2 separate regions of the Bos taurus genome follow, and region 2 is linked to region 1. Evidence: chromatin contacts called from public Hi-C data. All regions are on one chromosome and are shown on one strand. The core of a region is the stretch at or near the end of the contact, and the rest is flanking DNA. Distances in the headings are between cores, read along the strand shown. Region 1 holds the start of CD24 (CD24 molecule). Region 2 overlaps RTN4IP1 (reticulon 4 interacting protein 1).

The links. A called contact is a pair of places that touch in the nucleus more often than the background predicts.
Region 2: a Hi-C map of blood shows a contact between it and region 1, with 4 times the contacts expected there. The contact joins the enhancer-like site here to the promoter of CD24 in region 1. A contact is called at or near these places in 4 of 11 Hi-C or Micro-C datasets (blood, liver, skeletal muscle and 1 more).

The regions. Positions count from the first base shown.
Region 1 is chr9:42,989,273-42,996,834 of ARS-UCD2.0, forward strand. It overlaps CD24 (CD24 molecule), which reads left to right and starts at 3,173. Exons shown (of 2, transcript XM_059889865.1): 1 at 3,173-3,440; 2 at 3,953-7,562. The coding sequence starts at 3,234. The coding sequence ends at 4,228.
Region 2 is chr9:43,361,024-43,368,585 of ARS-UCD2.0, forward strand. It overlaps RTN4IP1 (reticulon 4 interacting protein 1), which reads left to right. Exons shown (of 9, transcript NM_001075275.1): 6 at 6,017-6,153. Among named protein-coding and RNA genes, the nearest start is that of RTN4IP1, 35 kb to the left of the region's middle. Within about 2 kb of position 3,913, at least 1 of the 102 cell types and tissues checked has an H3K27ac peak or open chromatin away from gene starts, as enhancers often do. A contact at or near this core is called in blood, where this site is marked.

The DNA of each region.
Region 1 (7,562 bases), core at 1,923-4,422:
CCACAGAGAGTCCGGCTGCATCATCTGCTGATTGAACAAACTCTAGCAAGGGGACTTGGAACCTACTCAACTAAAAATGCTCCTTCACTTGGTTACCTTCACTGCCATCTCCCAGCTGGAGTTCCTGGGTGTGGAACAAAAGCTTAGCTAAAAAACCAGGATAGATCAAAATTAAATACATGGAATTTCTATCACATTTCACATCCATTTTGTTGACAATTGCTAAACATGTCAAATAATATCTTCTGTCCCCCTAGAATTAGGATTACTATTTTGCCTTAAAAAGCAAATTAATCTGCTCCCTTAATATTAGCCTATTCAGCTAGTAAATATTGTTTGAGTGCTCAATGAAGAGAATGTGGGGTAAGGGAGATGGGCCTCTCAGAAAACACTTGGGACCTGGGTCAGGAAACCTTGGTTCTGGCTTTAGGTGAGGCACTATAAACTGGCTATGTGGCTGTGGGTAAGTAACTTAACTTCTCTGTGCCTCAGAAATGAAGTTTGCCTTACTGACCTCATAGGTGCCCGTAGAAAATACCACCTGCAAAGATGCTGAAAAAAAGAGTAATTGCTAAACAAATGAAAGATTTCAAAAGACACATTATAATTACTAGATCCTACAGCAGTAGAAATGGCAGCTTAGTGAGTCCTTACTATGTGCCAGGCACTCTGCTAAATGTACATGTCATCTCATTGAAGATCATAGCCCTGTGAGGCAGGTATTATTGGCCCATTTTCCAGATGAGAAAATTGAGTCATTGGAGGTTGGAAAACTCACTCAAAGTCAGATCCCTAGAAAGTGATAGAGCAGGGTTTAAGTCCAGGTCTGACCCCAGAGTCTACCTAGGCTCAGGTTCTTCATCACTCTTCACAGTTCTGCATTTAGAAATTGTATGTATCACTCCCTTAATTTTACTTAGAACTAGCATCTAAAAGTTGGGTCACATGCTATCTCATGAAAAAATATTAAAACTTAAAGCTACGATTCCAATTTATGGAATCCATCAGTTTCAAGATCATTCCATGAAATACTTTCTTTATAAAAATGTAAATTGGCCATGTGTCTTAAATATTCCAGGATAACCATTGAGATTCTCAATTTAGTCTTAGGAGTATGAACTATTATTGGCTAAAGGGAAAAGCAAACAACTATGGAAAACCAGAAAAGAAGAATGAATAGGAAGAAGGAATTCACTGAAAGAAACCTGGAAGAAAGGTTTAAGCGGTTTACTTGAGATTCTTGCCATATAGGAAATAGAGCAGCATGGGAGTTTGTAATGAGGACTTCCCTAGGAGCGTTAAGCCTCCAGGCCACAAAATGGCCATAGGTAATGCCCCTTATAGGATGTCCAGAGGAACTGCTAGACAGATCTGAAGGGTCTTGCTTTGTGAATTATGCGTGATCATTAACTGGTGATGAGTTGCCTTACCAGATTTAAGTACTTTTTGGTGCTTGGTATGTCTTTCATGAATCATACAGCTGCAAAGAAGGTTCCTGGCACCTTCAGGGCAGGAACAAACATTACCTGAGAGCTCCCAGTGTAAGACAGGCTCTGTTCTAACACTTTATAGACAACAACCCTTTAATATTTATTCACTAATTTGGCTGGGCCAGGTTTTGGCTGCGGCATATGGGAGTTTTGATCTTCGTTCTGGTATGTGGGATTGTTAGTTGCGGCACTCAGGATCTTTTAGTCGTGGCATGAGAACTCCCAGTTGCGGCATGTGGGATCTAGTTCCCTGACCAGGAATTGAACTTGGGCCCCCTGCATTGGCAGTGTGGAGGCATAGCCACGGGACCGCCAGGCAAGTCCCGCAATAACCCTTTATATAAATTTAATAATGTCTCCATCATCTTCAATTTAAAGATGAAGAAACAGGCTTTTTGCCGCAGGTAGAAGTAGCACAACCAGGATTTGGACCAAGGAGAGCTGGCTCTAGAGTCTTCTTTAGCACTCCATTAGTTCATCTCTTGAAATCAGTAACAAGGAGGAGGGAGGAGGAGGAAAGAAGGAATAGGAAAAGAAGATGAAGGACAAAATAATTAATGTATCCTGTGAATACCACCATTTAGTTCAACAAGCATTCTCTGAAGAACTTACTATGGGACCTCCCCTGGGACTAGGCACTTCTGGGCCACAGCCCATTCATGCCCTGGAAAAGACCAGGTTATTTCTAAACAGTGTGATAACACTGTAAAACAGGAAAGTCCACTGGTGCAGGACAGAAATTCCTGTGTTCCCAAGTATGTACTAAAGTGGAAAGTTACTGAGTTAAAGTGACTGGCCAGAAGGGCACAAGCCCATTCAGTCACAGACCGGGTACTGTGGATTCCATCTCTACTCTGCTCCCATAAAACAAACCTTGTTTAACTAGGCTGTTCTGCAAAAGTAACAGTTAAATACATTTACAGCCATACTGCTTCCCGGTGGCTCAGCCATAATGAATCTGCCTGCCAAGCAGGAGATGTGGTTTCATCCCTGGGTCGGGAAGATCCCCTGGAGGTGGAATGGGCAACCCACCCAAGTATTCTTGCCAGAAAATCCCATGGACAGAGAGGAGCCTGGCGGGCTACAGTCCATGGGGTTGCAAAGAGTTGGACAGGACTGAGCCACTAAACAATAGCTTTACTATGTCTGGACTCTGCTTCCAAGACCTGAAAACAGTCGGCAAACTTTAAGTAAAAAAGATTAAGTAACGCAATTACAAATTAAATTTTTAAATATCCACCAGTAAAATAGTTTCTACTTTTCACTGTATTCTTGAAAGTTTTCACAGTAGGATGGTTGGAAAATATATTCCACTCAAATCTGCATAATAAGGACTAATCTCCTACAGGCGCCAGTTCATTAAACTGCCTAATGGCAGCTATGGAAAAGTAATAGCCTTATCCCAAAAGCTTTTGCTCTTTAAACAGAAAACAACGAGCAAGTGCGTTGCAACAGAGGCCAAAAAAGCCTGTCCCCAGGAATTCCACTGGGGCAGCGAATTCTAGAGGGACCGCCAGGGAGGTTCCCGCTCCCTGGGTGGGACCTAGTAGCAAAGCCACGTGGGGAGGGCTGAAGGGGCCTTTAGGGCTGGGGAGGGGGACCATCCGTCAGGGCAGGTCACGGTCTCTTCGCCCCTGTCCGCCAGCGGCGGCAGGGTGGAGCGCCGAGAACCAAAACTCAGTTGTCGCCAGTGTCAGGGCAGCCAGTCTGCGCCCGGTGGGCGGCTCCCCACCTCTCGGGAGGATGCGGACGTGGGATGCCCCAGGGAACCCTCACAGACCGGCGAGCACGAGGAGCTCCAAAAACAAAGCGAGTGGCGGGGGGAAGGGGAAGGCGCGACCGGCGAGGGGCAGAGCACACGCGGTGCTCCGAGCGCGGGCGCCGCCTGCGAGCCCGACCGACCAGCCTGAGAAGGGAGCGCGCCTGCCGGCACCCGGTGCCCCTTGCCAGGTCCGGGACACCGCAAAGCCCGAAAACTCCCCTTTCCTATGGGGCGGAGATTTGAGAAAACCCAAGTCGGGGTCCGCGCAGCAGCTAGAGCCAGGACTGGAGGCTGCGCGTTGCGCGGGAGGCTGAAGACTTTTCTTTTGGGGGGATAAGATGGCAGGTCGGGGGAAACAAAGGAAACTTGGGCCCGGGCCTGGGAGCGGAGTGTGCGGCTCACGAGTTCGCCCCGGGTCCTGTGTGGGAGTCACTGGGCGCCCTGCGCCAGCCTGCACACTGCCCGCCGGGGGAAAACATAAAGCATCCCTCCGGGAGCCGGCGGCGCCGGCCGCCCACCTGCCGCCCCGGGGTCTCCGGGCCGGCGGAAGGAGAGGGCGCTGCGAACCCGGCCGGGGCCGGGAGGCAGGGAGGAGGGGAGGCGGCTGGCGGGCGCGCGCGGGGGGCGGCGGTGGAGGAGGGGAGCGCGGGTGGGCGGGCGGCGCCACGTCACGGCTATTGTGGCTGGCCCGGTATATAAGGTCCCGCCCGCCGGCCGCGCTCCCCACCTTGCCTGCACCCCGCCAGCGATCCTTCGGCACCCTGCAATCCAGCGAGACGCGCTGCGCACCGACGGAGCGGACATGGGGAGAGCGATCGTAGCCAGGCTCGGACTGGGGCTGCTGCTTCTGGCGCTGCTCTTACCTACGCAGGTGAGGTCCTGGCGCCCGGCGAGGGGGCTCAGGGGCCGCGCCCGAGGCGGGTGGGACCGCCTGAACCGGTCTGCGCCCCCACCTTCGGTTGTGGACCCGAACTAGGAGAGAGAATCTAGTACAATCTGATCTGGGGGGAGAGGGGGCGGCAATTTGGAGCCCACTTTCCACTTCCTAGCAGGCTGTCCCCACCCTTTAGGCAGCCCCGAGAACAAAGCACCTACACGCGTGGGCTAGGAGGACCTTGCCCCACCCCAGGTTTCGCATAGCCCTTCACAGGCTGCCTGTCGCCCACTGCCCGCTTTCATGCAGAGCGGGAAAGAAGGCGCTCTCCCTACCCCTGGAGCACCCAGAGACCTCAGACCCTTTGGGGAGGTCGTCCCTGGATCCCACGAGCGCCCCGCTTCCCTGTACGAGTGTCTTCGCGTCCCCTAGCGCATCACACAAAGAGAGAGGAAGATCCCCTTCGGGGGGCGCAGCTCTCGCCCATCCTCCACTCAGAGCTAGTTCGTGGATCCCTAGCAAGCCCCAGTTACTGACCCTGTTAAGCCACCCCAGTCCCGCGTGTTTCGGGGCTGAAGTCTGGGGGGGGGGGGGACCCTCTCCTGACCCTGTGCTATCCTGGGGACGACCTTACAAGTCACCAACGGAACCCTCTGTTAGCCAGATTGGCTATCTCTGGACAGGCGGCGGATGGGACATTTGTGTCCCGATTCCCCGCCAGGCTTTGTCCCTGTCCCCGCGGCCTCCTCAGATCCTCTGTCCCGGGAACACATCTTGCCCACGGTGTCCGGCGGGTGGGTGCGCAGCGGCCGCGAGGGAGGCCAGCGGCGGCTGAGCCTGAGAGACCGAAGTCGGGGGGCGCTGGGAGGGCAAGAAAGGGGCATTTGTCTCCGGTAGCTTGGACTTGGAGGGTAGGTAGGGGTGCCCGAGCGGTTGGGTCTCCATCGCCTTCCGTTGGGGCTTTCTGAGGAGGGTCTCCTTAGCACTTCTTCCGAAAAAGTTGGGTGCGCCAGGTCCCCAGACATCCAGCCGCCGGGCTCACCTGGGAGCGCAGCCTGAGAGAGGTGCGCTCCTCGTCTTCCGCTCCGCGGACCGGGTAACTGTACCCTATTGTTTTGCGGGTCGGCTGCTCTCCCGAGCCTTTCTCTATTCCTCGGTGGGGGAGGGGCGTGGCCACTGGAAACGCTGGTCTCTCCCACCCCGCCCCATCTCCTTTCCCAGCCAGATTCCGTCCCACACCCCTAAATTTCAGAGGTTTGAGGTTAAGCAAATAAATCTTTGATAGCTTAGTAGGGAAATTTATGTTTACTGTCAATTTCATATATTAACATTAGTTTTTTTCATTGGTGTGGAGGACCCTTTGATTCTCCTATGGATGCACTGGGCTCTGGTTTGTTTTTTTTTAAACTCACCTGATGCACCAAGGCTTTGTTGGATAAGAACAGATTACCTTCAGGGATCCCAAATCAGGTCCTGCCCCCAAATAAGGAGCCCTGTTTTAAATTGTTCCCCATATTATTAATGCTTTCCTTTTACTAGGAGTGCTTTTCTTCTTGGTAGCACACTCTGTTGGGTAGGTGCCAAATAAATATATTTGATTTCATTGAGATTTTTAAAATTAGTCTATTTTAGATAGGCTTTATAAAATTTTTAGTCGATGTTTGCTGAATGTCCTTATGGGTTTTACAACAAAAGAAGCTGGGTTTTCTATGGATTTACAACAAAGGATAAAATGGTTTTATCTTTGAATTGATTGGTAGCCAAACATACATGTGGCCCAGACCTGCTTGGTGCCAGGTTCTTGTTCCAGCTGTAATCAGAAGCCCTTTAAAACCCTCTCTTGCAGTGAGAGCTGAAATCTCCCATCTGCCTTTGTTCCCTGACAAAGAAGAGATTACCATGTGCCCTGCTGGACTGTGCATTTTATGACTTGAAAAACAGTGTGGTGAATGATGCCACTTAGGCACTGGGGTGCTGGGGGACCTTGGTCCTTGGCCACAGTGCTGGGCTTAGTGACCAGGCAGGAGGGCTGCTGCTCGTGAAACCAACATCAAACCGTCTCGTCTGTTGTGAAGTCATTCCGACTTTATGATGCTTTGGGTGAAATCATTTTGCCTTAAGGCAGAGGCTCATTATATTTTTCAACTTAAAACAAATATTGTGGCCGTTTTTGAGAAGGGCTGTATACTGTTTCCAGACTTCAAAGGAGCAGATAAGATATCCAGGGCCCCTTACTTTTAATGCAAGGTTGTATTAAACAGGTAGGTGAAAGTTATCCAGCGAATTCAGGAAGACAGAGACTCAATTCTCATAACATATGTCTCAAATTACTGTATTTTAAAATCCAAATTATTAGTGCAACTTTAAAATCTCCCCCTTCTTGAGAAAGTAGAAGAAGCCTATTTGTAACACCAGTCAGTCAGTATAATCACAGAAAGTGGGTTAGTTACCTTGGTTCCTTATTACTTTATAAAGAATTAAGGGTCAAGTCATATACTTGGGAGTTACATAGTTATTGAAGAACATTTTTGTTTGCTTGTTTTTGGTTATTGTTACTTGCAGTCATTAATCATCACTAGGTAGTTGTTTTTGAAACTAAAGGATCTTGGTGGGACTAAGAAATTCAGAATGAAATGATGTGGGTAAGGGAATAATGGGGAAAAAAAACCAACCTGAGACTGTATCATCTATCTTAATGGCATATAAAATGTATGTGGAGAGACAACTGTAATGTGGAAATTGATCAGTGTAACTTTTTATATATTTTAGACTTACTCAAATCAAACAACTGTTGTAACACCAAGTAACTCCTCCCAGACTACCTCACCTGCCCCTCATCCAGCCAATGCCACCACCAAGGCAAGCGATGGTACTCTGCAGTCAACAGCCAGTCTCTTTGTGATCTCGGTCTCCCTTCTACATCTCTACTGTTAAGAGACTCAGGCGAAGAAACATCTGTACTCCACCATCTTCTAAATCCAGTTCAAATGGCATCTATACATCCTGTGTGACAAAGGAAAAAAAAAGAGAGAAAAAGAAGTCTTCATTGAATAAATCTGCTAATTCCACACCTTATTTAATTGACAGAAATTATTGAGGATCCCAAATTTGTTTGAAGAGCATGTGAAGGGTCTGACTAGATGATGAATGCCAATATTAAATCTGCTGGAGTTACCTGTACAAGATGAAGAGAGACAACGTCCAAAATTAGTTGAGATGATTTCCTTAAATGTGGCTTAAGAAGTATGGACACATAAAGCTCTACCTTGAAAATGAGAATAGATTTTATCTTACTTAGAGATAAAGAATGGGCTGTGGAACAGATTCAGTTTGCATTTGGTTTGTTAAATTTATAAGGCCATAAAACAATTAGGTAAAACAGAAAGCTTCTATGATTCTATTTGTATGTACATTAGCAGAAACTTCCAGGAGTTCC
Region 2 (7,562 bases), core at 2,663-5,162, 370 kb after region 1:
TATCTACTAATTATGAATATAAATTGCCCTGTGACAGCCCAACAAAATATGAATGTACTTTGTAGGCAGAAATATAATCATCCCTCAGTATACCAGCCTTGTATTTGTTCCAGGACTTCCTTGGATGCCCAAATCCATGGGTGCCCAAGTCCCTTTCATAAAATAGCATGAAGTGTACAACTCTTTGCAACCCCATGGACTGTAGCCTGCTATGCTCGTCTGTCCATGAGATATTTCAGGCAAGAATACTGGAGTGCGTTGCCATGCCCTCCTCCAGGGGATCTTCCTGACCCAGGGATCGAACCTGAGCCTCTTATGTCTACTGCATTTAGCTCAGAGGGTAAAGCGTCTACCTGCAATGCAGGAGACCTGGGTTTGATCCCTGAGTCAGGAAGATCCCCTGGAGAAGGAAATGGCAACCCACTCCAGTACTCTTGCCTGGAAAATCCCATGGACAGAGAAGCCTGGTAGACTACAGTCCATGGGATCGCAAAGAGTCGGACATGGCTGAGTGACTTCACTGACTTCACTTCTTTACCACTAGCAAACTACCACTTCCCCTGGGAAGACCAGATAAAATGGCATAGTATTTGTATATAACCCAAATACATCCTGTTGTATAATTTAAATCTTCTTCAGATTTCTTATCAATGTAGTCAATGTAAATGCTATGTAAACAATGTAAATGCTATGTAAATAGTGTGCTGTTGATTCAGGTTTTGCTTTTTGACATTTTTTTTTCCTTAATATTTTCAATCCCTGGTTGATTGATGTGGAGTTCTTAGATACAGGGAGTCAACTGTACATGCATGTTCACCAAAAGATATGTCCCAGAATATCCCCAGATATGTCCCAGGTATTATCCCCTAACTGGTCATCAACAGTAAAATGGGAAAGTGAGTGAAAGTCGCTCAGTCGTGTCTGACTCTTTGTGACCCCATGGAGAGTCTATGGAATTCTCCAGGCCAGAATACTGGAGTGGGTAGCCTTTCCTTTCTCCAAGGGATCTTCCCAACCCAGGGATCAAACCCAGGTCCCTCACAATGCAGGCAGATTCTTTACCAGCTGAAAGAATGGTAGCCCAAAATGGGAAGTGAAAAGTGAAGTCACTCAGTCGTGTCCGACTCTTTGCAACCCCATGGACCATAGCCTACCAGGTTCCTCCATCCATGGGATTTTCCAGGCAAGAATACTGGAGTGGGTTGCCATTGGCTTCTCCAGGCAAAATGGGAAAGTGAACTGCAATATATTCTTATGTTTAGAGTATTATACAGCCATGAAAACAAACTACTGGGGACTTCCCTGGTGGTCCAGTGGTCTGCCTTCCAATGCGGGGGATGCGGGTTTGATCCCTGGTCAGGGAACTAAGATCACATGCCTCATGTCCCAAAAACCATAAACCAGAAACAATATTGTAACAAATTCAATAAAGACTTTAAAAGTCTTCCACATCAAAAAAATCTTAAAAAAGCAAACCTTAGTTGTACACAATGTAGTAGATGAATTGAACAAGTAGAAAGAAGTCCGAAACAAGAGTATAACTTATACGATTCCATTTAGTGATACTCAAGGACAAGTAAAACTAAACAGTAGTGTCTAAGGATGCTTATCTAGATAGAAAAACTGTTTTTTAATAGGTGAGGGAAGGCTTATGGAAAAGTCCTGATAGTTGTTGCTACTTCCCAGGGAATGAGGACAGTTTTGATTGGGAGGGGGAAGTGAGGTATCCTAGTTCTTAATCTTGAGCAGTCCTTAAGATAGTGTTTGCTTTGTAATAATGTGTTAAGCTGTACATTTATATTCCACACACTTTTCTCTGTGTGTTATGTTTCACAATAAAAACATTTAAATTAAACAATTGATTAATAGGAAAATATCAAGGTTAAATCCCATACAAAGTTACTGTGAGAAAAAGAAAGAATGAAGAGTAGAATAACGTATCTACAGACAAGGAAAACGCATGAGAAAATATCAAAATGAAACCTGGAATTTCAAAACAAGCTAAAAAGAACATTAAAAATACAAAGACATGAATAAAATAAATCAGAATTGGAAAAACTCAGAAATAAAGTAAAAAGAAATAACAGAAGACTAAACTAGAAGGAGGGCTTCCCTGGTGGTTCAGACAGTAAAGAATCTGCCTACAATGTGGGAGACCTGAGTTCGATCCCTGGGTCAGGAAGATTCCCTGGAAAAGGGAATGGCTAACCACTCCAGTATTCTTGCCTGGAGAATTCCATGGACAAAGGAGCCTGGTGGGCTAAAGTCCATGGGGTCACAAAAAGTCGGACATGACTTTAGACTAAACTGCAGCAGCACAGCAGTAGAAACTATGTGTAAAGAGGAAAAATTGTAAATTGGAAAGAAAGGAAGAGATAAAGACAGAATCAAGAGAAAAGTGTCATGTATTGAAGATAGGAAAGAAAATTGCTGTATCAATAAGAGTCTCTGATGAGGAAAACCAAAACGAGGGAATAAGACAAATGCTAAAACCCGTAATTCAAGAAACTTCCCTACTTCCCTGAAGTTAAATGATTTGAAATTACATGTTAAATGACTGGAGTGCTTATCGAAGAACATGGACCCAGAATGAGCAGTATCAAGGGAAACTAGCAAAATTACTGGCCTTTAAGGAAAAGGAGAAAAATGAAAACTTTGGGGCATCTTTCAAAAAAAAAGAAGGTGACATATGAGTAAAATTAGGTTATTAGCACTTTTTGATAACAGTGCTTTAATGCTGGGACTGGAGTTGGAGTAACACTTAAGACACTTGAGAAAGAATATGCTAAAATTTTATATCCAGTGCAACTGGCCTCTGTATAATAAAGGACATATACTAACTGTTAATAACATGCAAGAACGTGAGGAGTATGTTCTTCTGATCTCTTTCTGAGAAATATACTAGAATATGAGCTTCTGAAAACTAAAATAGCTAGAGAGACATAACCCTAAGGACTGGTGGTACATGTTAAATATACAGTTATCTGTAGAACTAAAACTTCATGAGGGCTTAGAGAGTACAGTGTGTAACTCTGACAAAGTAAACAGTACAACTATTTTTAAAAAGAAATAGTGGGAAAGCAATTTAAAATTATTTGAATGCTTTCATTGATCATATTGGGGATGATTTTAGTACTATTATTCAGAGACTGGTATATGTCTAGTATATATATATACACTAGAACAGTTGGGTATTTATGGCATGTTTTAACTCTATAATCCCCTTTGTCTTTGACCATCAAGATTTTAGTAGTGCAAGAAAGAAGATGCAGATGTAATACAGGTTAAGTAAAAACTTGATAGTCTGGAGTTTGAATTGAAAGTATCAAAATGAACTCAAGAGCTATTTCTTATGTGTATGTACGCAAAACTGTCTCTTGAAATACCATTGCTCACATGCACACAAAAATTCAGGGCCTTGGAGTAATGGCAGATTCCAGATCTATGGCATGAAACGTATAAGAATGAGAAGTTAGTAAGAACTAGTTGAGTCATGTCAAAAAGACTCAGCAGCCAACTTGAAGAAATTCCTAAAGGTTATCAAAGAGGACGATTTGAGCTTCAGAAATCGTCACGATAGTTACAAAAGAATGAAAGCTTCCAAATAGTTTTAAATCCATGACTTAAATGAGTTCATGATGATATTTTTTTTAAAGTGGTCACTTGGAAGATGACAGGAAACCAATTTATTATTTTATAAACTAATAAAAGGAAACAATTATTTGCCCTTTCTATATGAATTGTACACCTGAATAAACAAAGTAGTATATGAGGAGAGGTGTTTCTCTATAAAAGTATTCCAACTACTAAGTGAAAACAGGAGATAGAGAGTAGCACCATTTTGCAACCTCCAGCAGACAACCACTGAGATTTAATAAAAAGAGGAACAGGCAGACATGCTCAGCCTTCTGTAATCGCAGATGCTGTTCTTAGTATTGTGAAAGGACATAAATGGGAAACACAGGACAGAGCAGTATGTGGAACCGTCCCAGGTGTGCAGGCAGAAATTCCAGAGTTTCCAGGGAAAAGCTCTGCAGGTACATGGCCTAGATTCTTTCGCAGATAAATTTTAAGTGAAGTGGGGTAGAAGAGGAGACTATAGTTTAAAAAAAAAAATAGGAAATCATATTTTTAAATTGCACAAGACTAAACTGTAGTATCTAGGAAATACATGTTTGGATGATAAAACCTTTTTTTTTTTTTTTTTTAATGCAAGGAGGTGATTTACTCCAAGTATCAGCTTGATGATGCCTGTTGGGAGGGAGAGGGCACAGTGTAGGGCTCTTGGAGTGACTGCCAGCTTGCAGTCCCTGTCGGAGCACTGTTTGCCTTATAGACGTCTCCTGTACTTGGGTTGTGTTATTTCTTCTTCTTATTTTTAACAGTTTACATAAAATTGTTTTTAAATCTAAAGCTGCTTTAAAACCTTTCAGTAGTGTGCAGTGATAGTAGGTGGGAAGATTCCCTGGAGAAGGAAATGGCAACCCACTCCAGTATTCTTGCCTGGAGAATCCCATGGACAGAGGAGCCTGGTAGGCTACAGTCCATGGGGCTGCAGAAGAGTCAGGCATGACGAAGCGACTGAACGTCAGCAACAGCAGTGATAGTAGATAGTTCTAAGTAGGAGAGGAAAATCTAGAAATTTGGAAAAAAAATTTATTGAACTTCTCAAGATGTGACAGATTCTGAGTATTTAATACTGTTTAAGAGAAGCACAAATTAAATATTGGTGCTTAGAACACAATTTCCTTTTTTCTTGTCAGTTTCTTTTTTCTATAGATACTAGATATTCACCTTGGATTGTATTCTTCACATATATAAGTTGAGTTTAGGACTCGATGTTGAAAGCAACATGTCATTATACTCAGTTGTCTCTGTTTGTGGCCCATAAACATAAAATATCATATTTGATGTCAGCTTAAATGTTTTAATTCCTCCTCAGATTTCCAGGGTATATTCCTTGGTTAATATTACTTTTTAAAAGTGAGAAATTAGATAAGATTAGAATAGTTTTTAAATCCTTTATTTCTTTGTAGTTAACAGATCTCCAGCCTTTGTGTGTGTATCACTGAGTGGGGTTTCAGTAGTGATCAGAACACGGATCTCACTTATTCTAATGAACCTCTATAACTTACATCAAGGAAGCTTGGGAAATTGATACTGAGGACAGGAACGAGAAAACAACAAATTTGTTATGACCTCTAACTGTCCATTTGGAAATTTCTCAGTGAACATCAAGTAGCTGTTCTCAGATTTTTGCTGATAATGGCTCCCTTTTAATTGTATGAAATTGCCATTGTAGGAAAGAATGACAGCAATTTTGGAGCATGAGGCTTTCTGGATACTTAATCCTGAATCCTTCTTTTTATTTGTCTAGTTATTTTAAAATATAAACTATCTGCATTTTAAATCCCAAAAACCATTTATTTAGGTCTTTTTACTCCAAAGGAGAGGACCTGATCCATGTTTTGGAAGCAAAATGGCCACATTTTCTTCCCCTATTTTTAAGAGCACCTTTCGCTTATTACCCGGTACCTAATTGCTTTGATGCTGTTGTCTGACTCAAGGTTATGCTTACTGGAGACGCAAATGAAGTGATGTTGTGTTTTTATGCTCTGGATACATTTGAAATGGTTATTTTCTGAGGATGTGGTGTTTTTTCCCCTGTTACCTTTGTCATCATTGAAAATGCTAAGCTTAAGGTCATCAACTTTTGTCTTTTCTGATGCTGGTGAGATTCTGAGCCCCTCTTTAAATGAATTGGTTATAACTTCACGAAATTAAGGTGACTCACTGTCTCGTCCAGGGAAAATGAGATCTGTTTCTTGGATCTTTCTTTGTGAACAAAAATTTAATCATTTTTACTAGCCTCTGGCAGATGGCTTCCTGTAGTTCTTGTTAAGACAAAGCACTTAGAATTGTCTAGAGGCTGATGTATGTGTACCATGTGGTGCCAACTCGTTTTTGTTCAATGCAGTTTCCTGCCCCCCTCCCCTTTTCTTTCCTTCTTGGGCAGGTAATGAAAGCATGGGATGCGCATGTGACAGCAGTCTGCTCCCAGGACGCCAGTGAGCTTGTGAGGAAGCTTGGGGCAGATGATGTGATCGATTACAAATCTGGAAATGTGGAAGCGCAGTTGAAATCTTCAAAGCCGTATGTATCCAAACAGGGTGCCCATGGGGAAGGTGGAACAAGGACGATGGGCGATGCGCGCCTGAGATGGTTCGGTGGCCTTACCGCCACGTTGGCGTCTTAGAGAAGAGTCTGTGAAAACACTTGGTGTCACTGGAGGTGATTTAGGTCGGTTTCTGTTTTTCCTCCAGATGTTAATACAGCACGATCATGTACTGTGATTTGTACTGAGGACAATATGTTGTTTACCTGGCCTTTTGCTATTTTTGAAGTTAACTTACTTTTACTGCTGGTGTGTAAGAAGGCCGTATTGGAAGGTATATTCCCTCCAGTGGCATTTGTCACCATGAGTAGAACCTAGAGCAGTACATGACGTATGTGATTAGTATCTTGCCTTTATAATGGGGGTTTCAGAGAAGCAGAGGCTGTGTAGATACCAGTAATGGATGTTGTCATCGTGCCTGAACGCCAGGCTGTTATTTGACTGAACATACCAAGTGGGAGCGGACTCTGGAATTCTCTCAGGCCCCCATCCTTCCTGACTGTGGCTCAGGCAGAAACAGGGAGGTGTTTCAGAACCTCGTCTTCACTCAGCCCAGGCAAAGCTTCAGCAGAGTGTCTCAGGAGCTATTTCACTACTTCTGATGCAAAGATTTTTCCTTTTTTAAATTAGTTTTTTAAAAACATTATTTATTCATATGGCTGCGCCAGGTCTTAATTGTGGCATGTGAGATCTAGTTCTCCACCAGGGATCAAACCCAGGCCCCCTGCGTTGGGAACATGGAGTCTTAGCCACTGGACCATTAGGAAAGTCCGTTAAATTAGTTTTCAGAAGCTAATTATTGCTGCTCACTTTAAGTAGAAGTATATTTTCATAGGTTTAAAAAGAGAGAGAAAAACCTAGGCTTCCTCATAGTAGTAGTGTCAGCCAGCCATCTCTCTTCTGCTGCTTCTAGGAACAGCAGCAGGAGACAGGCCAAGGTGACCATCTGCCTGCTATCCCCCTTTAGGTTATGCATATCTGAAGTCTGTCTCCAGAGAAGAGAAGCCCTGGCAGGTGGAGGCGGGCACGCACACAGGCCGGCCTCCCCTCTGCACCTCACTGTGCTCCTCTGTGGCTCTGTCCAGCGGCTTTGCTCCTCCTGTTTGCTCTTTTCCAGTCAGAGAACCTCAGTAGCTCACAAACGCAGGCTGTTATTTTTTGAATGACTGCTTAGTTAAAATTGATCTTTGCAGCTTCTGCCTGGAGGTTAGTCTCTTAATCCACCTAGAATAAATTTGTTCCTCTTTCCAAATAGCCGTTTAGATTTGAATCCTAGGATTTTACAGCAGGAAAGGGCTTTGAAGTACTTCAGCCCTACTCTGTCATGCTACAGTCAAGAACATAAAGGGCAGAGAATTTAGGAGTATTTTTCATGCTTAGGATGATG